7 separate regions of the Mus musculus genome follow, and all the other regions are linked to region 4. Evidence: chromatin contacts called from public ChIA-PET, HiChIP or PLAC-seq and promoter capture Hi-C data. All regions are on one chromosome and are shown on one strand. The core of a region is the stretch at or near the end of the contact, and the rest is flanking DNA. Distances in the headings are between cores, read along the strand shown. Region 1 holds the start of Ptgir (prostaglandin I receptor (IP)). Region 2 holds the start of Ap2s1 (adaptor-related protein complex 2, sigma 1 subunit). Region 3 holds the start of Pnmal2 (PNMA-like 2). Region 4 holds the start of Nop53 (NOP53 ribosome biogenesis factor). Region 5 holds the start of Prkd2 (protein kinase D2). Region 6 holds the start of Dact3 (dishevelled-binding antagonist of beta-catenin 3). Region 7 holds the start of Fkrp (fukutin related protein).

Region 1 (3,561 bases), core at 912-3,411, 960 kb before region 4:
CTTATTACCCACAGGGATGGGGACTTATGCAGCCGGAGGGGAAGGAAATGAGATAAGATGAAGAAAGATGCAGGCTGAGTTGCTAACGTGTGCAGGCATCCGGGGAGCAGAAGACAGGAAAGCCCCAGGACATAGCAAACACCGGGCAGAGGAAAGACAGGGTGGGGCAGTGGGTACTGACCTACCAGACCCACCGTTTGCGCTGAGGCGACTCCCCACCCCACCCCACCCCCAGCCCACAGAGAAGCCTGAGCCCGCTGAGGCTCCCAAAGCCTCGTGTGGAGCCACCCTTGGAGATGAGTTTGTCAGACATTGTTAATCCTCAAAGGGCTCCAGCACCCCAAATACACTCCAAACCGTGTTCCAACCCCCAGCATAAAAACGTGGCTAGCCCCACTGGCTGCTATAGTGGGAGGGGACAGCACAAGGTCCCTGTGAGGCTGAAAGAAGGGTGTGGGGGACAAGGGCAGGGCCCAGGCTCAGGGAGTGTGTGGGGTGCTCATGGTTATATGGCCAGGCTCCGGGAGGAGAGAGCCAGGATGGAGGAGACTCAGCCAGCCTGTGTGATCTCGGGCAGCAAGCACTATCATCTTTCTATAAAGAGGTTGACAGGATGGGACTTCAGTGTCATTTCCTGCCCAGTGCTTCTGAAATGATTGTGTAAGGTCAATTTGAAATTCATCTGAAGAGGCATTTGGAATGCCATTAAGCGTTGTGTCGGCAGAAAGCAAGTGCCCGTGAGTTGTGGATCCTGTTATCACAACGGTGTGTTGGATAGGGGAGCCGGCTGAGAGGTGTTGACAGGACAGCTAAGGGCTAGAGATTGTCTAGTGGAGGAAAAGAAAGCAGAGAGACTTCTTGGAGTACTCAGGAGTACATGGAACACAAAGTCACCATCTGACCCTTTCTGAGCCTCGGTTTTCACATCTGTCAAATAGACACGACAAGTGGAGAGCACAGATGGATGCTGCCCTCCACTCCTCCCCCTGCACCCCAGCTCCGAGGGACACTCACCATGAGAGGCAGGGAGCACACGGCCATGATGACGGTCATGAGGGCCAGCAGAATCAGGTGGTAAACTTCATCCTCTCGTGCCCGAGAGGTCGGTACAAACGAGCCATGGTGGCGTCTCTGTTGGCGGTACATGTGATAGAGGCTGAGAGTGACGGAGCCGTTGCAGAAGAAGATGGAGGTCACCAACAGGGCCATGAGACTGGCGTAGGCCAGGGAGAAGGCACAGCCGCCAGGCTGGGCGGAACGCATGCGGATGAAGCACCAGCTCCCTGGGCAATACTGCTGATGCTCGCCCAGGCCCAGCAGGGGCAGTGAGCAGAAGAGGCAGCAGAAAGCGTAGATGGAAGGCAAGGCAAAGCGGGCGCAGCGCGGCCCGTCCAGCTGGGCGTACAGGTAGGGGTGACTGAGTGCCAGGCACCGCTCCACAGCCATGGCAAAGAGGATGAGCGTGGAGGCCAGGCCGAAGAACGTCATGGCGAAGGCGAAAGTGTCACACAGCATCGTCCCACCGTGGGCCAGGCCCAGCAGAGAGCTGTTTCGAGCATAGGCCACAAACACTGCAGGGCTCAAGAAGCACGTGCCCAGCAGATCCGTCACCGCCAGCCCAGTGACCAACACCGCAAAGGCCGATGGGTGTGACCTCCGTCGGGCACCCAGGATGCCCAATGCCAGCCCGTTGCCCACTACACCAGCCACGAACATCAGCGTGCTGGTGGCAGGTCCTACCGAGTCTTGAACGTAGGTGATATTCCAGCAGGAGCCTGCCATGCCCTGCCACTCTCTGCCACCTGCACTGAGAGGGCTCCCAGGAGTGACAGAAGGGGGTCCAGGATGTCCATCGCTGGCCATCATCTTCATAGGATCTGGGATCTGCCAGTCAATTCCCAGTTGCCCGTGTGTTTCTGTCTTTTGTTTCTGTCTTCTCCTGTGTCTGTCCCTCTCCTGTTTCTTTCCTTCTCTGTCAGGTCCTTGTCCCTTTGTGCCTCAGTGTTCCCTGTCCCCTACCCCCTGTTCTTTCCTCTACACTTCTCTGTCACCTCCTTGACATTTCTGCTTTCTAGACCCTCCAGCACCTCTGCCTTCTGAAGTCCCTCAGTCTCTCCTGTCTGTGTGCGAGTCTGTGTAGATCTCTGTCAGCTTCTCCCTCCTAGGGCCCGCCCTCCCCCTCCCTCCTCATCTTGCCTCCTCGCCCCAGCTTTTTTCATTTCCTCTCTGCCCCGCCCTCCTCCCCCTGTGCTGGTCTCCAGAGGCCCCCTCGGGCTCCCTGCCTGCTTTCCCTGGCTTGTACCCCATCTCCTGCTCTGAGTATCCGTCTCTTGCCTCTGCCTCTCCTCCTGCCTCTTCCTCATACAGTCCACAGCACAGTCACCTGCTGCCACCTCCACCCCCACTCAACCTTTTCTGTTTTTCATACGTGCCCCCTCCCCAGCATCTCATCTCTATGTCTGTCTGTCTGTCTCTACCTCTGTGTCTGTCTGCCCCACCCCTCTCCAAATGCATTCATATCTAAGTCCCTCTTCGTGTTACCTAGTATCAGAACCTCACCACCACCACCACCACCACCACCAACCCAAGGAAGCCAGACAGGTCCTAGTGCTGAGTGGTTCTCCAGCTTAGCCATGGCCTGAACTGTGTGTGAACAGCCTCTGAGAGCTATTCTGGGCTTCAGGCCCTGGGGTTAGGCCCTGGCCCTGGGATTGAGAAATGACCAGGAAATTCCCCCATGATGTAGTGTTTTCCAGACACCATGGAGAGTCCTGGTCCCTGGACACAATTCACTCCTTCCAGGAGTTGAAGAAGGAGGCCGCCTGACCAGACCTCATCCATGGGCTCCTAGCTCAGGACGCACAGTCCATGCATGGTCTGCAGTTCACAGGGCTTTGGTGACCCACCATTAAAGGTTGACCTTTACTTCGCACCATAGCACTTCCAGGCCCCAGTCACCGCTCACGACACTGACTTCCGATACTAACACTTTGGCGATGGATAGCCATCTCAGGCTCCAGCTCTGCTCCCACACACAAGGCTCCACCCATCCTCCCTCAGCAACACCCTCCCCCGACCATGCCGCCTCCCTCAGATCAGTGTCAGCCCAGCTGTCAGTACAGAGGTGATGGGACCTTCACTGACTCCACAGTTCCTGCTGGAGGGTCAGAGGGGACCTTAGAGACCCCAGTCACCTTGTGTGGCTTCCTTTCCTTTCTTTTCTTTTCCTTTCTTTTCTTTTCTTTTCTTTTTTTAAAAAATCTGTTCTTGCTGCTGCTGCTGCTGCTCTGCTGTTTTTTTAAACAGATTTCACGTGGCCAAGGCTGGCCTCAAACTTTCTATGTAACCAAAAAATGACCTTAACCTTAAAAAAGCAAAAAGATTGTGTGTGTGTGTGTGTGTGTGTGTGTGTGTGTGTGTGTGCTTGTGCGTGTGTGTATGGGTGCACCCATTTCATGGTGTAGAGGACAACTTGCAGGAGTCTCAGTTCTCTCTCTCTTCCCCCACCCCGAGTCTGTCTGTCTGTCTGTCTGTCTCTCTCTGTCTCTGTCTCTCCACCCT
Region 2 (3,736 bases), core at 801-3,300, 790 kb before region 4:
CAGCCTGGGATATCTACAAGATCCTGTCTCAAGGAGAACAAAACAAACAAAACAAAACAAAACTGCTGGTGAGCTGGTTCAGTGGGTACAGGTTGACAAGCCCAAAGACCTGAGTTTGATCCCTGAGATCCACATGGTGGAAGGAGAGGAATGACTGGGCAAGTCACTTCTGACCTCTACATACGTAACGTAAAATGAGAATAAAAAAACAGGAAAGACAGAGATGTAGTTCAGTGGCAGGAGATGTACTAGACTTACAACCATGTACAAGGCCCTGGGTTTCATCCTCAATACAAACAAACAAACAAACAAAAAGGGAGAGAGAGAGAAGAAAGAAGAGAGAGAGCCAACTCGAGAGCGCACAGAACGGGAGGAAGAGAAAGGAGGGAAGGAGAGAGAAAGAAACCACAAGGCTGAAAATTTAGCTGAAGGTAAAATACCCAAGCAGCATGCCCAAGACCCCAGGTTCAATCCTCTACCGGGGTTCAATCCTAGGTACTGAGGGGGGAAACGGAAAGGGGAAAATCAGGGCTCAAGGGTTCCCTGCTGGGAAGCCTAGTTTGAAGCCCTGTCTGTCCAGTCATATATGCTCTTGCCCATTTTACAGATGACAAAGCTAAGACCCATAGTTATCACAACCAGAAAGCAGAGCTAGTTCCTCCAAGTCTTTACCCTGAGCCCTGGATTCTTTACTGGCTTCCATGGTCTTTCCCGAGCCTCATTCTTCCCTCAACCTATCTGCCTTATTCAACCTAAGCAGAAAACCACAAACAGGATGTTACATGCCCCTTCCAAGAACTACTTCTGCTGAGCCAGGGAAACCCAGGAAGGGAAGGGGGTGGGCACAGGAGCAGAAGGGAAGAACAGCTGGAAGCAAGGCTGAGTTAAGCCCTCTGTGTCCTACCCCACTTCAACCAATACTTCTTTCTGTTTCCCTCAATGAGAATCGTTTCACTCCTGGGAACACATCTGAGCAGCCCCTAGTCCCTACATCCATCCCTCTGCTGTACCCTCAGGGAGCCTCCCGACCACCTCCCCACATTGTTCGTTGTAACCTCCATCCCCCTGACCCCAGCACCTTTGGCCCCGACTCCGGGAAGCTTCACCTGTCCTTCATTACAAGCACCCCTTCTCCCTGTCCAAGGCTGGCCTCCCTTTTTACAAAGGTCGCATCGAACCTCCAAGACCTCTACTCACCTCCTGTTCTGACATCCCCCTCCCAAGTCTTCTTCTCCAAGTCCCTATCCAAAGAACTCTTAGTTCCAAAAGGCCCGTCTTGGAGGTGGAGGTTCCCCTAAATCCAGTGCTCAGCCCTTCTCCCAAAGCTCCCCCTCCTCAAATGTGACGCCTCCAAGTCTACTCTGCACCCCGGACCTCTCCTCTGTGGAACATTCTGTTCAGTTGCTCCCCATTTTCTTCTAGAATCCACTTTCTACTGCTACAGCCCTCTCTCCTCTTGCAGCAGCCTAACTCTAATCCTACAGGGGCTAACTTCCGGCCTCCAGGGTCCTCTTCTTCCCCTGGAGAGCATCTACCCTGGCCATATCCAATTTGCCCCAACACTAGCTCTCCTTAAAACCAGCTCCTTCCTTCTCATAAGGAACCCTCTCTACCCTGTCTGTAGAGTCTCTGGTTCTTTTCCATCATCCCTTCCTCATCTCCAATATCTTCTCCCGCCTCTGTGGTTTCAAAATCACCCCCAAATGTCTCCCACCAAGGCAGTCCCTCCCCTGGACACTCCTTCCCCTCCAAATCCTTTGCTTGGAACCACAAGCACACCCCGCAGCGCAGCATCCAGCCCCTGATCCCCATTCCTGACCCCAATCCCGAGAACCCGCGCCCGGCCCGGATCATCCGCAGCAGGAGGAAGCTTGTCACCTCCAAACCGAAACCCCGGGGACCGTACGTGAACCACCCCCCTCTGCCTGTCCCCGGTACGACGCTCCCCCCGTTACCATGGCGACCCCTGTCTGGACCCCAGAGGCCCGGGTCCCGCTGTAACAGGGCGGCTCCGGCTCTGCTTGCAGTTGTGGGGCCCAGGGCTAGAACTGACTTCCGGCAGGAGAACCCGCCTTCCTTCTCGGGCACGGCCCTCTGGGAGTTGTAGTTTAAACGCACGCGTTGGCAAGGGTGGCCCCGGTCTAACGCCTTCCCAGCATGCTCTGCGACTGCCCTTTTTCCTATCAAGAGACCTAGTCGCCAAATGCGAGTACCAAATGCATTGTGGATGAAGGACTCTGAATAAGGACAATTTCCATAGGTTAAAAGTAGACTGAGTGAGCGTTGCATTTCGGGAAATGTGGTTCTAGTGCTCCTCGATCCCAAAGCTACCAGCAAGGACATGCTGGGAATAGTAGTTTTTTCTTTTCAACTTTGCTTTAAATTATAACATATAATGTGCTTTGATAATATTTCCCCATTATTATTAGCTTACTTCTTTCTCCTCCACCAAAACCCTTTCTTCCCCAAAGTGTTCCTTTTTTCATGTATGTTTTTCTTGCGGAGCGTGTGACCCACGGCATTGATCTGGGGTTGCGGATGTGAGCGTTACTTACTTGGGCATGGGCATCTTTTAACAGAATACACTACTGGGAATATGACCCTCGCACCCTCGGCGACTGGTTTTTAATTTTTTGCTTATTTTATGTATTTGAGTTCTCACCTGCATGTAGGTAAGTCTATAGTATGCCTGCAGTGTCCACAGAGGTGGAAGACAGCATAAGAACCTAGGAACTGGAGTTTGGGAGCCGAATCTGCTAGAGTAGCAAAAGCTCTTAAACACTGAGTCTTCTCTCCAGCATCTCAATCCGTGCCCACCTGTGGTGAAATGCTGATGGGCCTGGTCTCCTACAGGCCTTGAGCAGTAACTCCCAGCTGCTGTAAGGTTTGGCATCATCTCTGTCACGTTCAGAAGGCATGTTTCACTCTTCCCTCCAGTGATTTTTTTTTTCCTTTAAACTCGGGTTTTAAAAAAATATTTATTATATGTAAGTACACTGTAGCTGTACTCAGATACTCCAGAAGAGAGCATCAGATTTCGTTACCAATGGTTGTGAGTCACCATGTGGTTGCTGGGATTTGAACTCAGGACCTTTGGAAGAGCAGTTGGTGCTCTTAACCGCTGAGCCATCTCACCAGCCCCTAAGCTCAGGGTTTTATGTATCCCGGACTGGCCTAGGACTAGCCTTGTAGGGGAGGATCAGTTGGAGTCCTGATCCTGCAGCTTCTGCCACCAAAGGGGCTACAGTATAGGCATATGCCACCACACCAGTCTTAGGAAAAGTAGGTTATTTTATTTTATTTTACTTTTGAGACATGGTTTCTTATGTAGTCCTGGCTGTCTTGGAACTCACTCTGTAAACCAGGCTGGACTTGAACTCAGAGATCTGCTTACCTGGACTTAAGGTATGCACCACTGATGCCCAGCAGAAATAGTGTTAAACAAGTCATTACGCTGTGGACCTAAAAATGTAACTAACTGCCTTTCTATGCTTACGCAGTGCTCTATTTAGTTGAGCTTAGGGATGTAGGTTTTCTCATAAATATAACTACATATGTACATAAAATAAAATAAAGATAGGAATTGGGCTAGACACAGTGTCTGTAAATCCATGGAAGTGTACTGGTATGGATTAAGGCTATCCTGTACTATATAGGGACTCTCTGGCTAGCCTCGACTACAGAGTCAGACTTTGTCTCAAAATTCTAAAACCTGAACGAGGCAAATAGGTCAGTG
Region 3 (3,732 bases), core at 95-2,594, 1.0 Mb before region 4:
ATCTTCATCATCATCATCCACCTCTGTCTCTACCTCCACTGCGGGGGTATCTCTCACAGCCAGTAGCGCGACTAAATCAGGAACCCCGCTCTTTTCGTCTTTGATGTTTAAGCAGATAGACTCTGTCCCAGGAAGGTCTTTCTCTATCTCTTCCTTCTTAGCTTTGTCGGTGACAGTGACAAGTGCCAAGAATTCTCGGGGGCCATCTCCTTCTTCCTGGTCACCCCGAAAGGCCCACTTCTTGGTGAGCTCTTTGGCAGCTGCTTGGAGCGTGGCATACAGGGCCCTCTGGTCTTCATCTACGCTCAGGTCCTCTGCGTAGATCTCCTCTATGACGATACCCAGGCTGTCATCAGAAGAGTCTTCCGACTCACTCCTGGCTCGCCGCCCTCCCCGGCTCCTCTTCTGGCCCTTCTGAGCCGTCAACTTGTGGCTTCTGGATCGGCGCTTGCCTCCCCGACGGCCCCGACGGCCGCTCCTAGCTGCCCCTTCAGAGGAGCCAGCCTTCTTGGCCTCCTTCCCTAATCCCTTGGCCTGGGCTTGGGCCTCCAATACCAGAGGGATGGCTATTTCTCTGAAGTCATCCATGGGCCTTTCATCCAGCAACAGGCGCCTCATCTGCCTAAGGACCCGCGCATCTTGCCCGCGGTCCTTACTCAGGATTTTCCAAATCCCATTCTCTCCCCTAATGTGGATAGGTATGGCAGAGTGATCGAAGTCTGCCCCAAATTCTACAAGGGCTGCCTGAGACTTCTCTTTGGTTACAGCTCTCACAGTCCGAAGCCTGTAGTTGCCCAGGGGCTGCAAGTTCGGACTCAGGGTAGCTTCGATGTCCGCCTGCTGCAGGCGCTCAGGGATGCCCGTGATCAGGAGGGCCCTGTGCACCTCCACTTCCAGCTCCTTACACCAATCTTGCAGAAGGTTCATCGTCATGGCGCTGCCCGGCGGAGGCTAATCTTAGGCGGGAGGGAGCCCGAGAAAGGGGTGGGCTACTGAACACAGGCTAGGTCAATCCCACTCTGGAAAGGCCACCAGCAGGGTGAGAGTCCAGACTCCGGGTTTGGGGCTGTAGGCTATAGCTACCTGCTAGCTTGCCGGACTCAACGGTCTTCCCCCGGGGCAATCCGAGGGTCCGCAGGGGGCTTACGTGTACTTTCTCCGGGCTGTCCCGGGTTGCTCCTCCCTTCCCTTTGTCCCTGACAACCTAGGTGACTGGACACCGCTGGTGGAGTACAGGAGGGCGACGATCAACGCACCTGGTGGGCGTGGGGGTGAGTGAGAGCAGCGGCTCGCCTGTGCTCCCGCGGAGTCTGGAGTGAAGCGCGTACCCGGGTCTAGACGCTCAGCGGGGCCGCTGCGGAACGGCAGCCTCGGTCTGCGCCTGCGCGGACCCAATCACCTCTCCGCCCCCTCCTGCTAGTCCCCGTCTCCATAGTAACACTGCAGGCTGCAGCTGGGGTCTGCCCGGGTACGGTCGCAGCAGCTGCTCTTAAAGGGCCAGGTGGGAAGGAGGGTTTAGGGACTAGTGAGCCAAGAAGGAAGACAAAGTCACTGTGAAAACCACTGAAGGTGATCAGTCTCACTTCAAGGGATAGACAGACACCTCCTTGGAAAGAATAGAGGCTTCCACCAGGGTCATTTATTCTGGCTTTGTTTTTTGAAGCAAGGCCAGGCTAGCCTTGAACTTGCCATGTAGCCAAGGATGACCTTGAACTTCTGATTCTCCTGCTTCCGCCCTCCTGCGATTACAGGCCTCAGTGGTGTCTAGCCTGCGCTGTTTTATTAATACGTCTCTGGGGCTCGGGGCCAGGGTTTTCTGCATGCTGCGTAAGCACTCTACCAACCGAACTACATCCTCATTCCTGCGGGACAGATAGACCTCTGATTAATAAAGCCCCAAATCAAACTGTCCTTTGGAGGTGTAACCTCACACGGGCTCTATGTTTTACCGTATCCTCAATAGCAAGCAGAAACGCCCCGGTCAGCTGTCCTTTATGAGCCAAGGGGTATCATTTCGGGTGTGTGGTACTCAGTATGTGGGTACCAGACTCATGGAGACCAGCTTCACTCATGGATGTCCCTATATTCTGCTTCTGAAACGGGATCTCACTTTGTAGGCCAGTTTAGCCTAGAACTGTGTAGCTCAGGTTAGCCACAAACTCATAGAGATCTGTCAGCCTCTGCCTCTGCCCTCTGCCCTCTGCCTTCTGCCTTTGCTTGCTGAATGCTGGATTGACGTTGTATGCTAGCACACCTGGATCCTTTTGGGGTTTGGTTTTTGAAACAGGATATCACTATGTAGCCCAGGCTAGCCTCAAAGTCCTGGTAATCCTCCTGCCTCAGAATGCTGGGATCATAGGTGTGAGCCACTGTACCCAGATATTCCAAATTTTTTATTTTGAAATTTTTGTTTTATTTATGATTTGTGTGTGTGTGTGTGTGTGCATATGTACGATGCATGTGCGGTGGGGCATGCCTGTGCACAGCATATGTATGGAGGTCAGAGGACAACTTTTAGGTCAGCTCTCACCTACCACCATACCCATGGTCCATTGCTTTAAAGGCCCTTGAGCTGCCTGTCCCTCCCTCTATGAGTTGAATAGACTATCTGTTGGATTTATATTCTATCCTTATTGCTTTCTCAGCAGCAACTTCGAGAATCTTCTAGAACTTTCCCTGATCTGTTTGCTTCTCTGTGAAATGGTGACAGCCATTGTTCCTTTTCCTAAGGGTCTCCTGGAGACCCCAGCCCATGAGAGTGAGGGGAGAGAAGCTGGCTTAGTTGCCTCTCCTTGAACAACGGCTGTGTGTGCTGTTTATCAGGCCTGAGGTTACATAAGCATTTGTTAAATAATAAACACGAACAGAACAAAACCACCTTGGGTTCCCCCCATCCTCTGGCTTTGTTATTTGCTTTGTCAGTAAAGAAAAAAAAAAAAAAAAGGTTGATGGCACAGTTCCCATGGCAACCGGGCACTGTGCAAACTGCTTACCTGTTCTCCATTTCCCCTGCTCATGTCCCTCAGACAGAAACGCCATGCTAGCCTCAAATGCAAAATGCCTGTGTGATGTGGCATTTTACAGCAACCATCATTAATTAATACAAAGCCAAAGTGAATTTTCTGAATATCTTATCTAACCCCAAAGCTTACATTATCTCCAGATCGACTTGGGTTCCAAAAAAAATTTTTTTTGTTTCTTTCACTGTGTGTGTGTGTGTGTGTGTGTGTGTGTGTGTGTGTGTGTGTATGTGTGTGTGAACATGGAGGCACTAGAGTGGATCCACAGGACAAGATGAAAAACCTAAATCACATACGTTTTTACATCTGCTGTGGACAGCTGTAGGGAAAGCTCACATGGAAATGAACACCATATAATGAACTAACCCATCTTTACATATGACTGAGGACATGGGAGATGGCTCAGCAGGTAAAGGGCCGACTGCCACACCTGAGGACCCAGGTTCAATTCCTCTAACCCACACGTACATACAGCAGCCACTCATGAACTCTCATGAACACACACTAACAATAGTAGTAAATAAAATTTAAACTGTGTAGTTAAAAGAACCAGCCGGGTGTGGTGGCGCACGCTTTTAATTCCAGCACTTGAGAGGCAGAGGCAGGCAGATTTCTGAGTTCAAGGCCTGTCTGGTCGACAGAGTGAGTTCCAGGACAGTCAGGACTACAGAGAGAAACCCTGTCTCAAAAAACCAAAAATAAAAACAAATAC
Region 4 (3,535 bases), core at 86-2,585:
ACCAGTAGATGTAAGGACCCACCTGCCACCCCAGCTCTCTCTCTCTGATCTCCACCACCAATGTTCCCTCTCCTTCTCTGTCCCCTCTCTCTGCCCTCATGATTCTGCCCCCCATCTGTCTGCCTGTCTATCTGTCCACTTGTCTGCCTCTGTCCCTTCACCAAGTCCCACAGTACTCTTGCGTTCCCCCCAATAAACCTTTACACTAGGTCTGTTTTATGGTGTAACTTCTCAGGGGTACACCTTGGCCAGGCCCTCCAAAAATACTCCCTTGCCACATTATATTTCATAACGGCGTGTAAGCATATATGCCACCACAGCATACCTTGTGAAGGTCAAGAACAAACAGCTTGCAGGTATTGGCTTTTTCCAACATATGGGTTATGAGGATTAATCTGAGGCTTGGCAGCAACAGCCTTTCTCTACTGAGGTATCTTGGCAGCCCCACACCCAGCATCTTCTTTAATAAAAAGAGTTAAAGAAAATTTGACTGGACTCCGTCCCTTGGCAGTTACTATTTGGGAAGGAGGGGTGTCCTTCAATGGCATACACACTGGTCAGTTGCCTCTGATCTAGTAACTAACTCTTCACTCATTGCTGGTACAAAAAATCCTAGTAAATCCAGTACGTCACAAAACTACAAAGACACAAGGGAGGAGGGCATTTGGGGGAAAGAAGGGTAGTTCAGTAGGAGTGAGAAGGCAAAGGGAAGCAAAAATGGCAAGGCACGTATGAAACTGGTCTACAGAGTGAGTTCCAGGACAGCCAGGGTTATACAGAGAAACCCTCTCCCGAAAAACCAAACCAAGAAAGCAAGCAAGCAAGCAAGCAAACAAAAAACTTGTATAACTAACAAAATGGTTTGAGTAAAATTTTATGATACCGGGTAAGGTAAATTACTCAGAGTGAGAACCAAGAATCCACATAGCCTACTCCCTACCAACCCGAAATTGCAGGTCGAATCTCTGAATTCGAGGTCAGCCTGGTCTACAGAGTGAGTTAACAGACAGCTAGGCTACACAAAGAAACCCTGCCTTTTGTTGTTGTTGTTTTGTTTTTTCAAGACAGGGTTTCTCTGTGTAGCCCTGGCTGTCCTGGAACTCAGTCTGTAGACCAGGCTGGCCTCGAACTCAGAAATCCACCTGCCTCTGCCTCCCGAGTGCTGGGATTAAAGGCGTGCGTCACCACGCCCGGCTCGAACATTTTTAAAATAAGAAGAGACTGAACGTGATGATTTATCCTTTTGCCAAGACGTAAAACTCTCTATGTAAAAACTACGCTTTATCAAGATGGTCGCAAACAGGAAGTGCGTCATATTACGTCACTCGAGACGCGCACGTTCCAAACCGGATATCGGAGTTAGAGCGACTAAGCTCTTCCTTTAAGAAGATGGCTGCGGGTGGTAACAGGGACGGTGAGAAGCGCGGCTCGAGAAGCCAGGCGGACTCTGGCTTCCTGGGGCTGCGGCCGACCTCGGTGGATCCCGCTCTGAGGCGGCGGCGGCGGGGCCCCAGAAACAAGAAGCGCGGCTGGAGGAGGCTCGCCGAGGAGCCGCTGGGGTTAGAGGTCGACCAGTTCCTGGAAGACGTCCGGCTACAGGAGCGCACGACCGGGTACGTGGGGCGGGACTTCCGGTGGCGTGGCCGTGCGCTTTGCGACCTGGTGCTAGACGGACCGGGCATCCCGGCTCGGTGTGGGAGACCTATCAATAGTATCTTTAACAAATAAGCGTGCGAAAATCCCAACAAAGTTTAAGTTTTCCCCTAGTTTTTTTTAAAATTTGAAACAGGGCCTCACTATGTAGGACGACCTGGCACTCGGTATGTAGACAAGCCTGGCTCCGAACTCAAGTTTCCTCTGCCGCCGGAGTGCTGGCATTAAAACCTTTTGCTACAGAGTTTGAATTTCAAGTGAAAGAGAATAAAGTACGTTCACCCCATCGTGGTACATTTTAAATTCTGTGTGAAAGCTCCAGGTGTAGCCCATGGTTTGAGGAAGAGTTGGGATGGGCCCAAAAAGTTAGACCCCTAAGGGTCTGTTATCTTTCCAGCATTACTTTGGCAAATAGTCTGCATTTTTATCCTTCAGTGGCTTGTTGGCAGAGGCCCCAAACGAAAAGCTCTTCTTCGTGGACACAGGATTCAAGAGAAAAGGTGAGGAGTGCTCTTATGAAGTTGTGTGCTGGTGGTTCTCTGAGTCTTGCACCCGTGAGATCTGCATTGATGACATAATTTAAAGCAAAGCACACACACACACTCTCTCTCTCTTTCTCTCTCTCTCATTTTGGAAACAGTCTTGATCACAAGTTTGGAGGGGAGGGGGGATCGAGACAGGGTTTCTCTGTGTATCCCTGGCTGTCCTGGAACTCACTCTGTAGACCAGGCTGGCCTTGAACTCAGAAATCCACCTGTCCCTGCCTCCCCGAGTCAGTGCTGGGTGTGGTTCATCACCACAGTCTTACCATGTATACCATATTGGCCTCAAACTTAGATCTGCTTGCCTCTGCCTCCTGAGTGCTGGAAATAAAGGTATGCTTTACCACTGGAGACTAGAAGGGGCAGTCTTTAGTATAAAGAATTACTTTGAATGGCTTTGAAACAAGCTTGAGATGATTAAGAAAGGTGACCTGTTGTTCATTTTTGTTTGGTTTTATTGAGCTGTATCATTCAGCTTTTTTTTTTTTTGTCCCCCTTCCCCAAAGAATATGATAGCAAGCATGATAACCCACAACGTTAATTTCTCTGAGTTGCAGGCCAGCCTGGTCTACATAGTGAGCTCCAGGACAGCCAGGCCTACACAATGAGACCTTGTCTCAAAACAGAGAGAACAAGAGGATCTCTTTTAGCCAGGAGGAAGGAAACATGTCTTGGCAAGATGGCTTTACTCCAGCAGAACTTGGGCTGGGACCTGCTGGGACATGAAAATAAGGGCAAGTTAGGGATTGCTTTGCTGAGTGGGGTTTTCACCAAGGAGGCAGAAAAACACTTAAAATGGGAAGCCTGGTTCAGCAGGTACTGAAAACAAGCCAGTGCCTGGTCCAGCAGGACAGCCAGTGGCTTTGCAGAACAAGCTGGCAGCTTTGCCAGCAGCCAGGCACTTTAGTATGCACGATGTGAGTCAAGGGGTCCTGTTCATGAAAACCTTCTTGACAAGGTCGGGAGAACCCAGGGAAGCTGTGTGGGGACCCGGGGACGTTAACATCTAAGGTAATGGGTTCCATCTGCCCCACTCAGGCCAGGTCATGGAGTTTTAAATCTAGGTTCTGTGTGCAAGGGGAAACATGGCGTTTATCATTCTGAGTTATGTTCATTTTTGATTCAGTAATAGCTATGCTTTGTTTTTGTTTTGAGACAAGGTCTTCTTCTGTACGTAGGCTACCTAAAAGGTCACGGTGTGGCCCAGGCTGGCCTGGAACTTAACGTCCTCCTACCTCAGCCTCCCAAGTGCTTGGATTACAGGTAGGAGCCAACTGGCCAACCTATAGCGTTTTATCCATAAAAGAAGCTAGCGTTCACTTTTTGTTTTTACATTCATT
Region 5 (3,526 bases), core at 929-3,428, 900 kb before region 4:
TCCAGGGGCAATGTACAGGAGCCCCAGTCCTGCTTCCCACAGGCCGGCTAGGCTGATTTAGGAGTGGGAGGGGGCTGGGCTAAATAGACTTGGAGAGCTGGTGGGCTCAGCTTCCCTTGATGATCTGTAGAAAATCAGTATTGCCTTGCCCCGGATGGTGGCTTGATCTAGTAACACCCCCACCTCCCACCCACTTGGAACAGGGTTTGGATATGTAGCCTAGGCTGGCTTTTTTTCTAACTAGTTTTTTATCTGCTGGAAAAAATGGGAGGTGGCCCTGTTCCTGCTGTTTCTCTAGAGAGGAAGGATCTATTTCCAGGAGCCCGAGAAAAGCCTAAGTCTGGATGTTTGGGAATCCCAATGTGCTCCCATTATAAGATTATACATTCTGAGTTCCACCTGTAACTGTCATATTATTCAACCACTCAGGACTCAGAACTTCTCGTATATTCACCACCAGGCACTTGAACTACTGAAAAAGCATGCTCCTCTCTACCTCCTAGGGTTGGGGGATAGACCCGGGGGGGGGGGGTTGCTTGCTAGGCAAGTGCTCTACCAGCTGGGTTGTAAATTTTCCTAGGATTTGGGCATCTAGTCCCACTTGGTTCCTTCTGACCATGATACTCAAGGCGAGGAACCTGGATAGCCAAATCTAAGAGCAGCAGGAGGGGCATTGATTAGGCGGGGAGAGGGGTCTGCAGGGATTTTGGGGGGTGCCAAGGAGATACACAGGAGTGCCTTGCTCCTTCACACCCCATCTCAGGCCTGGGAAAGGATAGGGATTGTACCCCGAGACCTTGCTTGCCCCTGGCAGCTTGTCCACACACCCACTCACACATGTCACCCGATCACCATGGCCAGTATGGCTTCAATTTCTACTGTTTCCAAAGACCGGAGGCCCAGGATGGGCCCATCAGAAGAGCTCTTCCTGATCAGCTGCTCCCACTTGCCCCTTCCTCCCAACTCCACACCTGGTAGGCCCCTCCCTTCCTCCCTGCTCGCTGCAGAAAACAACAAGCAGCGACAGGCAATTTGGGGAGGCCTCTGGGCACCCCACCCCTATCCGGGCCTCTCTGAAACCGGTGGTGGAGTGAGGACACGACTAGGGTGTAGTGCCCCTCCTCGTCTGTCACCTAGGCCCCTCTCTGGCCTCCCAACAATCTCAGGCCACCTCCAAAGCCTCCTCCTTTATCATGAGAGCCCCCTATGCCCTCACCTTCTGGTCCACGATAGAACAGGCTAGTTGCTTCACATGAGCCAACTCTGAGGCAGCCGGCAACAGCACGAACTCTCGGGTCAATCCGATCTGGATATGGAAGGAGACCCCCGAACCCGGAGCCGGGATCTGAGGCAGCAGAGGTGGCGGCGACTGGAGATCCAAGCCACCGGGGGGCGGAGGAGACCCGGGCCCCGGAGAGCCGGGGAGTCCTGCGGGATGGGAGGGGGCGGCGGCCATGGGGGCCAGATCCAGATCTGCCGCCCAAAGCTCACCAAGGACCCTGGGACCTAGATCCGAGAGCTCTCTTGCGGTGGTGGTAAGAACGCAGGCATTTGAGAGAGAAATCTGTCAGGTTGAGAGACGCGAGGATGGCGGGATCCTGGGCAATGAGAGAAAAGGCATCTAGTGGGTCACACGCCGGGAGTCAAGAGAGCAGAGTTCAGAAAGAAAAACAGTGGTTTGGGGAAGGGTACCCAGAGATTGGAAGGTTGGAAGAAACCAGGAAAGAAAGTCGGGTAGGGCAGGGTCCCTGGAATCAAAAGACACTGCGATCCAAGGCCCCTGGAGAAAGAAGGCTGAGAGCAAAGCAGAGGGAATGCCAGGATCCGGTGGGTTTGACGGCAGGACCAAAGTCAGGGCAGGCCTGAAGATGCTCTGCCTTGGGGGTAGAAAACGGGAGTCTGACCAGGGATCTAGTGGATCGTAGGAACCCGACTGGCTCGGGGATGAGGAGGGGTTGCCAGGGCCAGGGCTGAAAGAAGAGACTCTCACAGGTCGTGAAAGTCGGAGGAAAGTTGGATCAGGGGCGGCGGAGGAGGGAGCGTTACCGAAGGCGGGGCGGGTCGGGGACAAGGGAGGGTCGCACAGCGCGGGTAGCTCTATTTTTCCCCCTTCAAAGTTTAAGTCGGCAGCGGCGGCCCAGAAGGAAGTCTCAGGAGCGATGGCACAGCTGGCCAATCAAAGCAGGGCACCGTGACATCACAGGGCGGGCCTTACTGGGACGGAAGGGGAAGGCGGGACCCCGCACCAGGGAGTTGGGGGGAATTTGGTGGCTGGGGGTAGGAGGGCGGAAGGGTCAGCGTTTCCTCTGCACAGTCCAGCCTGGAAAGTTGACTTTTCGCCGCAGTTCACCGCGGCACGCGAGAGGGGCAGGCGCTTTGTCATTGAAGGAGTGAGCTGTCAGACTGGCACGCATCCGGCGCCCACCGCAGGGAAAGGGTCGGAAATCGTTGTCAAGTCCGGTGGCTTTACAGTTTCTGCTACTCAACCTGCCCCCAACACACACACACACACACACACACACACACACACACACACACACACACACACACACACACACACAAAAGCGCGCGTCCCCAGCTCAAAAGCCCAGTATATAAGGTGGGAAGTCGAGGAGGCCTTAGGATGCACAAGAGAGCTTAATTTCAGGTTTCTCTCCAGAGAGTTGAGGGTACAAAGCCTGTCCCTCCAACCAAGGTGGCATGACAAAGGACACCACCACTTGATAGACCTCCTGTGAGACCAAGTGCCGACATCTTTCTGGCTGTGTGACTTCTCCACTGTGAGCCTTAGTTTTTCTGTCATGAGGCCGAAATACAGGTGGTGCCTGGACACTGCTAAAGTTGAGTTGATGTGGCTGCCTTTGATTTTGCAGAGGAAAGGGAAGGCACTGAAAACATCCAGGGGTGTCTGGGTGGGTGTGTTAACGGAATCATCCAACATGTGGCTGGTGAGATGGCCAGGTGGGGAAAGGCATTTGAAGCCAAGCTCACTGGCCTGAGTTCAATCCTGTACACTCACATAGTCAAAGGAGAACCAGCTGAGCTACTGTGGGTTGTCCTGACCTCCACCCTTCTCTGAAATAAACAGTAGTGCAATAACAGGAAATCTAAAAAGCTAACATCAACTGAGAGCCTGTGAGTCTGTGTAGTCAACTCTAACTCCATCAAGAGCCGTTCTGACTTTTACTCCAGTAGTCAGGCAGTGGCTACCAATTAGTTTTCACATCCAGGTAGCTGGAGCTTTAAGAGAGCAGCAACTTGTCCACAAGGGCCCCCCCTTACTGGTTCAGCGCTGCTGGGGGCAGCTGAGGTGGGTACAGTGCTGGCTGTCACCACATCCGGGGGCAGAGGCTGGGGAAGGAAGTCTGAGGCTGGAGTGAAAACCCAAACTACCACCTGGGGAAGTTGCAAAGAGGGACAGGGGGAGGCAAGGCCACGTGGAGCTCACAGCCTGGCTAATGAGTGTCCCCTAAAAACCACATGCCTACATGTACCTTCTAGACAGGCATGTCCCCAGCATGTTTGA
Region 6 (3,650 bases), core at 884-3,383, 930 kb before region 4:
CATGCCCACATCATGTCTCACAGAGTCACCAAGTCTAACTTCGGGGTTTTCTGTTTTGTTTCATAGGGGGTGTTTCTGAGTGATGGATGGAGATGTAGGTTGTCTTATAAGACAGGGGGTTTCTGGAATCAGGAGTGACCCCACTTCCTCTTCTGAAAGACCCAGGAGCCCTCAACACCTGAGGTGTTTATATTTAGCGCTTTTCTACTCCTCCATCAGGCAGGCTCCTGTCCCAGCCTTCCACCTCCTCCTCTTTGAGGCCTGGCTGAGAGCCTCTACTGCCTACATTGGGGAAGGGGTGGAGTGTGAGGTACAGGTCTGCTCTCCCATCACCACTTCATGCTAACCAGGAGGACTCAGCACTGAGAAGAGGGGCAGAGAGTGAGGAGGGAGAGAGGCCAGACCACTACTGGTCTGCAGTGGTGCCTTCTCCCACCCTCTTAGTGGACTGGATGGAGGGGTCTGGCAAAGCGCAGGCAGCGGAGGGCAGGGGTAGCGGCTGAACACCTCCCCTCCTCGGTAACTTTTGGAGGGGGCGGGGCCTCCCACAGCTGTTTCTGCTTGGAGAAGAATGTGTAAGGTCTCACTCCCTGCACCGTCAGGCCGGTTGGGGGTGGGGCTGGGCGTCTGGCCTCAGCCCCTTTCCCCATTTCCCATCTGGGGAGGGGGCAGCCGAGGTCAGCAACAGCCAGATCCCCGTCTCCACCCCCACAGCCTCGGCTCAGGTTTCCCTAAACGGGAAGCTCTGACCACACACATGTACACACATAGAGGCTTAGGTACCGGGATGGGATGGGCCAGGGGAGTGGGCTGGGGGAAGGGAAGAGAGATGGAGACAGACATTAGGCAGAAAAACATTGAGGCCTAGAGACAGACCACGACCCCATTTCTAATCTCCTCTGTTTTTGGAAGCTTTACAGGTCTTGGAAGACCATAGAGACAGAGACTGTGTTAAGGAAATGAAACAGAGATGCTGGGGTATGGAAAGGTTGGAGCAACAACCGGAAAGGGTCTCCAGACTCAAGGAGTGATGTAGGGAGGGAGAAAGAGCTGGAGCCTTTTCAATTTGAAAGTCATCATTAGAGTTCCTCGGCGAATCATACTCTCTCTCCCCTCACTCCCTAGCTATCTTCACCTGGCCTCCCCGTGTTACTGAGCCATGGGACCAAGTAGAAGAAAGAAGTGTCATTGGGTTGATCAAAATGCCCCCGGGGGTCCTCAGGGACTGTTCGGGGGTTTCTCAGCAGCCGGTCTCTCTCTCCAGAGGCCTGAAGATTCCCCTTCCCCCACCCCGCCCCCTCCAGGGATCTCCAAGCACCCCGAGACTTAAGGAAAGATGAAGATGGATTCCGGGTAGCGGGGCCCAGAGGGAGGTTATGTTTGAATGCCGGCTGTGTGACCTTGGGTGAGTCTCTTCCTGTCTCTAAGCCTCAGTTTTTTTCTCTGTAAAATGGGGACTTTCAAACCCTCATGAAATAGGAAATCTGTAAGAAGACGAATGTTTGGTTTAACACACACTAGGCATCCAGGACGGTTAACAGGGTCCATGCTGAGTCCAACGGAGGCCGTGCATCCTCCCTATCAGCTCTATTTGGGGGTAGGAAAAGCCAGGTCTCCAGTCTTATCTCTTTCCCCCTGCCTGCTCCCCTACCCTAGGACCGGTGTGCTGAGCATACACTACCAAGACAGACAGACGGACACAGGAGCAGGGAGGTGGGGGAACGAATGGGGGAGGGAGGAATGCATGGATGGACGCACGGACAGGCGACCCCTCACCAGCTGCTCCTCCAGGGCTGCTGCGGCCCTGCGCGCCGCTGCCGCATCCTCGTCCTCCTCGGCGTCCTCCTCGTCCTCAGCCTCGGCGCCCCCCATCCCGGGCTGGGCCAGCCGCAGCGCCTGCTGCACGCGGTACTCCTGCCTCTCTCGGAGCCAATGCAACTCGCAGAGCCCGGCCAGGCTGCCTTCCAACCATCCCCGCAGCCGACCCCGCTCCGGGCTCACCGGGAACGAGAAGGCCCGGATCATGGCTGCGGCCCCCCGCCCCAGCCCGGCCGGGCCCCACGGCCGCCCCTCTCGCCGGTCCCACCTCCCCGCCCCAGCAGCCCGCCCGCCCGCTGGCCGGGCTGTCACCGTCTCATCTGCATAGGCGCCCGCCCATTGGGCCGCCCACCCGCGCCTCATCTACATGACCACGCCCCTGAAGGCACGACAACGACCTACTATTGGTTGTTGCCTTCCGTGACGCAGGGCTCCGCCCCGCCCCATTTTTCCTTAACAACGCATGCCCAGGACTACCTACGGGGGTATCAGACTCGCCACGCCCCTTTGTGCGGCGATCCTGGGGCTGTGGCCACGCCTTCTTTATAATCACAATGAAGCAAGCCCGCCCTTGCTCCAATTTCATTGGTGCCAGTCGCTTGGTTCTGGAGCTGGTTCCGCCCCCTTGCGGGCGAGCGCTGGCTGCCATTGGGCTCTCCAGGTCCAGGGAAGGGTGGTCTATAAATAGAGACTGGATCCACGTGACAGCTCCGCAGCTGCTCTTGCCGCCCCTCCCAAACTTTCAGCTTCTGAGTCTGCGCAGAAGGATCATCAGTGATGATTGAATCCGGATCACGCCTCCTCTTCCAGGCAGCTTTCCCAGACCCTCAGAAGTAAAGCGGATTGAACATCTTACGGTTTGATTATGCTTTTAAGCAGGACCTGTTCAAACCGGCTCTGTAATTCCATCATAGGGGAGGCTGAACCAGGAGGAGAATTGAGAGTTCAAGGCCAGCCTAAACTACATAGTGAATTTCAAGCTAGTTTGGATTACACAGCGAGTTTCTGTCTCATCAAAACAGCACATTTACGGAATTACAAGACCCTGGGTGAAATATTCTATGCTTTGACCAGAAGAGAATCTGAGGTCTTTTTTGTCTTCCAGGTGCGGTGGAGCTGAGTTCCACCAGTCTGAGCTCGCAGGGGCCTTTGTTCACGGTTCTAAGAGGCTTTGTTCTCAGTCTTCTGAGATGCTCTGTTCTCAACGTTCTGAAGTTCTAAATCTGAGCCTGCCTGCTTTCGAAGGCTGCATTCTGCCTCTTCTCACTGGGCAAGCCGGGCTAGCGCCCCCTCACGCGGCCAGCATGTGTCACTACACCCGGTGTGTCGGCAACGTTTGTGAAATAGCCCATTTCTCAGACGGACCTTTGACTCCTTAAAAGCTCAGATCTGGAAGGGAGGATGGGGCCGTAGAATCGCGGTGAGTTCGAGGCCAATCTGGGCTAACTATGACAGCCTGTCATTGAAAGAAAAATATAGTGTGAAACTGTCTTTTATAATGTTTTATGATCATCTGGCAATAACCAACTTTGATGTGGTGAGTCTATGCCACTTTAAGGCAGAGTAACACTAGGAAACGTATTTGGTCTCTCTGTGCTCTTCATCTACATCTAAAAAAAAGTTATTCTGAACGTTTAACAGCATAATTATGTTTTGTTTTGCTTTTTGAGGGTTTCACTAAGTAACCCTGGCTGAACTGTAACTATGTAGACCAGACTGGCTTGTTACTTTCAGACCACCTCTGGGTTGTATCTGACTCCCCCTACTCCAGTGCTCGTATTAAAGGAGTGGGTCACCACGTATAACCCTGTTATTTTTTATTATTTTTTTTT
Region 7 (3,942 bases), core at 755-3,254, 870 kb before region 4:
GATGGAAATAATCCTGAAAATCCATTGACAAGGGTCAAAATAAATAAGCTATGGTGTGAATACCCAAGAGAATACTACCCAAGCTATCAAAAATAAGTATTCTCTGCTAATGGGGAAAGGGAACTAAATGTATGACTTATGAAGTGTCGAATGTGGTATATTCTAACACATTCAGGACATGTACATACACACACACACACATCCTGATGTCTGACTTAGAATGCAACAAAAGTAGCAAAAGCATGAAGTTGGTGATGCTGGAGCCTTACAGAGCATGCTCTGTGACTCCACAGAAGGTCACTAAGTGAGTGGGAAGACCTCTTCTTAGGAGGCAGCACATACTGTACACTCTGAGTGGAGTCTGGGATACACAGCATGGCTGACACAGTGAAAGCTGTCAACTGTACCCCTGTCAAGCTCTGCTGTGATGGCCTGGGTGACCTGGTGAGGTCTCTAAGCTTCCTTAGAGACTTTTCTCACCTGTGCTCAGTGTCAGACAGGGAAAAGACACAGTCAGCACTGCCACCACTGCTGGGATCCGTAGCATCTCCCTCCCCTGCTTATTAAAAAAGAGAGGAAGGGATACCATTTCCCCTCTCAGAATGCCACAAGAATTAAATGATAGCATGTATAATACTTAATACAGTGTCAGGCACATAATATGCCCTGAATAAATAGCAGCTGCTGTCGTTATTGCTGAGTGAGGTAATGACATTGGCCCTGCCTACATAATGGGGTATTGAGAAGATCTGATGAGATGTATGCTGGGAAAGAGCCTGAGTTAGAGTTGGGCACAGCACGAGGAGCACTTACATAAGGACTTCTCTCTCAGGGATGGGAGCTACATACACAAAATTCAAATGCTCTTGGCATTCATCCCATGGACAAAAACTGAATCAGTCACTTATTTGGGGCTCCATTTCAATCTGACAGGAAAGAGCACATTGGAAACAGAAAGATGGGTTGCCAGAAACCAAGCGCTGACTGTTTTTGTTAATAACATCCCAGCCTAGGAACCATTTGACTCCTGGGGGCCCATCCCTGAAGGCCTTGAAGTGCTCACCTTTCTGATTCCCCACAAGCAGTACCTAGCTCAAGGTCACAGAGCCCAGCCCAACTTCTACTCCACGAGCCATCACCTGGCACATTCTTCTCCACAAACCATCAAGTCCCTTTAGAGGCCCTTACACAATCACTTCCCTCACGGAGTCCCTCCTCGTGCTGTCTTTTCCCCCTACTCATCACCCAAAGGCACCTCCATCCCTCTTCACCGTGTGCAGCATCTCAGACGCTCCTGTCTTCCCACTGAATATACCCAACAAACGCCCTAACAGTTCAGGGGTTTCTACCTAACATCCTCAAATCTTTCATAACGGAACTCTAATTCCTTAAAGCACCCAAAATGTCGCTTCCCACTCTCAAGCTCTCCTGGGGGAGCCCAAAACATGTCCTCTACCCTCTCCGTGGTTCCACCCAAACGATCCCAATGTGTCCCTACATTGTAGCCACACGTGCCCAAAGTGTCCTTCTTGGACAGGAGGCCACACACTTCATCCTGGGACCCCTTCCTATCAAGCTTCCTCCCACCTTTCAATTGCTCCGGGCCAGCCACTCCCCCAAGGTACCCCATGCCAGCTTCCAGTCTTCCTCTCTTCACTCCCTGCACCCAGTGGATGTTAAGAGTGTGTCACCCCACTAGACATCTAGTCCATTCCACCCTGACAGCCAGCATCTGGTTAGGATCCGGAGGCGAGGCGTGGCATATTTATTCGCGCAGACCCCATCCACTTTCTCAGCACTCTGTCCCCCGGGAACCCCGAGTCGCATCGCCCAGACAGGCTCTCTGGGCTTGGGCTCGTCACTCCCACTCGCGGCTCCCGGCAGACTCGGCCCTGCTCAGATCCTCTGACCGGTCCCGGCCCGCGTCCGCCCCGAGGCCCCGAGGACCCCGCCGCCGGCCCGTCGCCGGCCCTGCCCGCCCCCTCCCGGCCGTCCCGGCGGCCATTGCTCCAAGATGGCGGCGGCGGCGGCGGCGGGTGAGGCGAGGCCGGGCCGGGCAGGACTGGGGCGGGGAGCGCGGGAGGGCAGCGGTGGCGCTCACCTGCAGCTCGGCGCGCTCGGCCTCCCAGCGGGCCTTCTCGGCTTCGAAGCGTGCCCACTCGTGTTGGATAAAGTGCAGGATCCCCGGCAGGCTGAGGGGCTCCGGGCCCGCCGTAGGGCCCGGGCTGCCTCCGCCGCCACCTCCTTTTCCTACCGGGCCGGGCCCAGGAGCAGGGCTGGAGGCCGGGGCCGCCGCCGTCGGGTTGGGAGCCGTGCCCGAGCCCAGAGGGCGGCAGGAGGAGGCGGCCGATGCGACCGCGGCGGCCGCTCGCTCCTCCATCATGGAGGCCCCGGGGCCGGCCCGCGCGCCCGCTGTACCTCGCGCGCCTGCGCGGACGCGCAGCTTCACACTTCTACACCCCCGCCTCGTGTGCGCGCGCGCGCGCGCTGGGCGGGCGAGGGGAGCGGGGACAAGCACGGGGCTGGGCGCGAGCCTCGCCCACCCACCCGGGTCGACCCCGGTGGTGCGCGCGGGCGGGGGTGCTGACAGGGAGGGGGAGGGACTGCCTCTACGTAGGCAAAGGACCCAGGGTCCCTCGCAATTGTCTCCTTTGCGGTCGAGAGACCAGACCGGACTTTTTTTTCTGCATTCTCCCCAATGTCAGAGTCCTATCCCCTCCAAATGCAAATACACCCCCATCTCTTTCACTTAGTGAAGAAAAAAAAAACAAAAAACAAAAAAGACGACCTGGGGTGGGGAGTGGGCTCTGACCAGAGGAAGTCGGTTGTCATAATAACCCTATCCAATCTGGAGGCCCCTTCCCAGTTTGCATATGTGGAGTCCCAAACCTCTACTATCATTGCACTAGGAGGAGGTTGCTAAGGTAACCCAAGTCCCTGGTGGTTCTTCTGACCCTATCCTCATCAGTTACTATAGCAACCTCCCCTCACCTAGAGCTCAGGTAGAAAAAAGGCCCAGCCCCAAAGACATTCCTCTAAGAGGAATGCCTCTGTCCCACTCCTCCCCCAGCCAACCCAGTTGCCATTACCATGGTAACCATCTCCCCTTCCCTTATGGAAAGTCCATGGATAAACCAACCAGGTGTTTTTATTTAGAAGACAAGTGCTGCTGTGGGACAGTTGCTATGGTTACAGGGCCTGGACCATTTCCAGGGAGATGAGAAACAGTTAAATCCATGCCCTGGTTACTATAACAGGGCAATCTCCCACAGTCTGATGATCCTAGCAATCAGGTCCTGTAAGATAGGGGATGTTTAGGATTAGCTCCAAAGGATGCATGAGTCTAGAGAAGAGGTTGTCATGGTAACAGTTGCTGTCACTTCTGCCCTTCTGGACACCATCATGGAAGAGGGATAGTTATAGCTTACAATTGATGACTCCTACCCACCACATCACTCCTGAGACGACTGAAGTGGTAACCAGGCTTATGGACTTCAAATAGACAAAAGAGTCTGTGACTTCATTAGCTACTTTCACGGGCGGGTAGAATGAAATTGCACTTTGTTGGGAGGGGCTGGCTCATTTGATGCTTTCTGGTTCCTCCCTCAGCAGGGCAGATGACCCAAGGTGAAACCACTCTTCTTGATCACCCTCAGCCTGAAACCTAGGGAGGTAAGAGTCCCTGGATGTCACAGTAATCACATGGGTAACTGCCCTTTCTATGTCCTTAAAGGCTTTCCTGAATGGGTCTCCTTTTTGTACCTACTGTGATTGAAAAGGCTAAGGCTAATTCCAAGTGATGCATACGCTTAGATTTTTTTCATGTGTTTGTTTATTGTGTGCATGTGCATGTGTGGAAGTCAGAGGCTGAGTTGCCGGAGTTGATTCTTTCCTTGTATTGTTTGGGTTCTGGAGACTAAACTCAGGTCTGCCTTGGTATCA

What was found. Promoter capture Hi-C pulls out the DNA fragments that hold promoters and counts their contacts. ChIA-PET counts read pairs in DNA pulled down with a chosen protein or histone mark. HiChIP or PLAC-seq counts read pairs in DNA pulled down with a chosen protein or histone mark.
Region 1: a contact with region 4 is called in an H3K4me3 HiChIP or PLAC-seq map of bone marrow-derived macrophages, with 3 times the contacts expected there. The contact joins the promoter of Ptgir here to the promoter of Nop53 in region 4. A contact is called at or near these places in 2 of 39 promoter capture datasets (cranial neural crest and hippocampal neurons), 1 of 484 Hi-C or Micro-C datasets (the HL-1 cell line), 4 of 115 datasets of contacts at active chromatin or transcription factors (bone marrow-derived macrophages, fetal liver and memory CD8 T cells) and 1 of 9 other capture datasets (adipose tissue).
Region 2: an RNA polymerase II ChIA-PET map of memory CD8 T cells shows a contact between it and region 4, with 17 read pairs. The contact joins the promoter of Ap2s1 here to the promoter of Nop53 in region 4. A contact is called at or near these places in 4 of 39 promoter capture datasets (cranial neural crest, liver and pre-B cells) and 1 of 115 datasets of contacts at active chromatin or transcription factors (memory CD8 T cells).
Region 3: a contact with region 4 is called in a promoter capture Hi-C map of hematopoietic stem and progenitor cells. The contact joins the promoter of Pnmal2 here to the promoter of Nop53 in region 4. A contact is called at or near these places in 8 of 39 promoter capture datasets (cranial neural crest, frontonasal cranial neural crest, hematopoietic stem and progenitor cells and 4 more) and 3 of 115 datasets of contacts at active chromatin or transcription factors (astrocytes, embryonic midbrain and stem cell-derived neural progenitor cells).
Region 5: a contact with region 4 is called in an RNA polymerase II ChIA-PET map of memory CD8 T cells, with 37 read pairs. The contact joins the promoter of Prkd2 here to the promoter of Nop53 in region 4. A contact is called at or near these places in 2 of 39 promoter capture datasets (hippocampal neurons and liver), 1 of 484 Hi-C or Micro-C datasets (embryonic stem cells), 4 of 115 datasets of contacts at active chromatin or transcription factors (astrocytes, effector CD8 T cells, fetal liver and 1 more) and 3 of 9 other capture datasets (adipose tissue, liver and macrophages).
Region 6: an RNA polymerase II ChIA-PET map of memory CD8 T cells shows a contact between it and region 4, with 53 read pairs. The contact joins the promoter of Dact3 here to the promoter of Nop53 in region 4. A contact is called at or near these places in 6 of 39 promoter capture datasets (cranial neural crest, frontonasal cranial neural crest, hematopoietic stem and progenitor cells and 2 more) and 3 of 115 datasets of contacts at active chromatin or transcription factors (bone marrow-derived macrophages, effector CD8 T cells and memory CD8 T cells).
Region 7: a contact with region 4 is called in an RNA polymerase II ChIA-PET map of memory CD8 T cells, with 28 read pairs. The contact joins the promoter of Fkrp here to the promoter of Nop53 in region 4. A contact is called at or near these places in 7 of 39 promoter capture datasets (cranial neural crest, frontonasal cranial neural crest, hematopoietic stem and progenitor cells and 3 more), 4 of 115 datasets of contacts at active chromatin or transcription factors (bone marrow-derived macrophages, embryonic forebrain, embryonic limb bud and 1 more) and 1 of 9 other capture datasets (macrophages).

Annotation. Positions count from the first base shown.
Region 1 is chr7:16,905,090-16,908,650 of GRCm38.p6, reverse strand. It overlaps Ptgir (prostaglandin I receptor (IP)), which reads right to left and starts at 2,161. Exons shown (of 2, transcript NM_008967.3): 1 at 1,015-2,161. The coding sequence starts at 1,866.
Region 2 is chr7:16,736,758-16,740,493 of GRCm38.p6, reverse strand. It overlaps Ap2s1 (adaptor-related protein complex 2, sigma 1 subunit), which reads right to left and starts at 2,050. Exons shown (of 5, transcript NM_198613.2): 1 at 1,956-2,050. The coding sequence starts at 1,958.
Region 3 is chr7:16,942,294-16,946,025 of GRCm38.p6, reverse strand. It overlaps Pnmal2 (PNMA-like 2), which reads right to left and starts at 1,344. Exons shown (of 1, transcript NM_001099636.2): 1 at 1-1,344. The coding sequence starts at 933.
Region 4 is chr7:15,943,908-15,947,442 of GRCm38.p6, reverse strand. Nop53 (NOP53 ribosome biogenesis factor) reads left to right here and starts at 1,335. Exons shown (of 13, transcript NM_133831.3): 1 at 1,335-1,613; 2 at 2,089-2,153. The coding sequence starts at 1,390. It overlaps Gm24576 (a long non-coding RNA gene), which reads right to left and starts at 1,350. Exons shown (of 2, transcript XR_391165.4): 1 at 1,143-1,350; 2 at 1-982. It also overlaps a transcript of Ehd2 not described here.
Region 5 is chr7:16,841,554-16,845,079 of GRCm38.p6, reverse strand. Prkd2 (protein kinase D2) reads right to left here and starts at 2,178. Exons shown (of 19, transcript NM_001252458.1): 1 at 2,047-2,178; 2 at 1,217-1,598. The coding sequence starts at 1,456.
Region 6 is chr7:16,873,800-16,877,449 of GRCm38.p6, reverse strand. It overlaps Dact3 (dishevelled-binding antagonist of beta-catenin 3), which reads right to left and starts at 2,133. Exons shown (of 4, transcript NM_001081655.1): 1 at 1,777-2,133. The coding sequence starts at 2,025. 9330104G04Rik (RIKEN cDNA 9330104G04 gene) reads left to right here and starts at 2,564. Exons shown (of 2, transcript NR_152128.1): 1 at 2,564-3,238.
Region 7 is chr7:16,814,794-16,818,735 of GRCm38.p6, reverse strand. Fkrp (fukutin related protein) reads left to right here and starts at 2,004. Exons shown (of 3, transcript NM_173430.2): 1 at 2,004-2,036; 2 at 3,610-3,672. Strn4 (striatin, calmodulin binding protein 4) reads right to left here and starts at 2,847. Exons shown (of 18, transcript NM_133789.3): 1 at 2,102-2,847. The coding sequence starts at 2,383.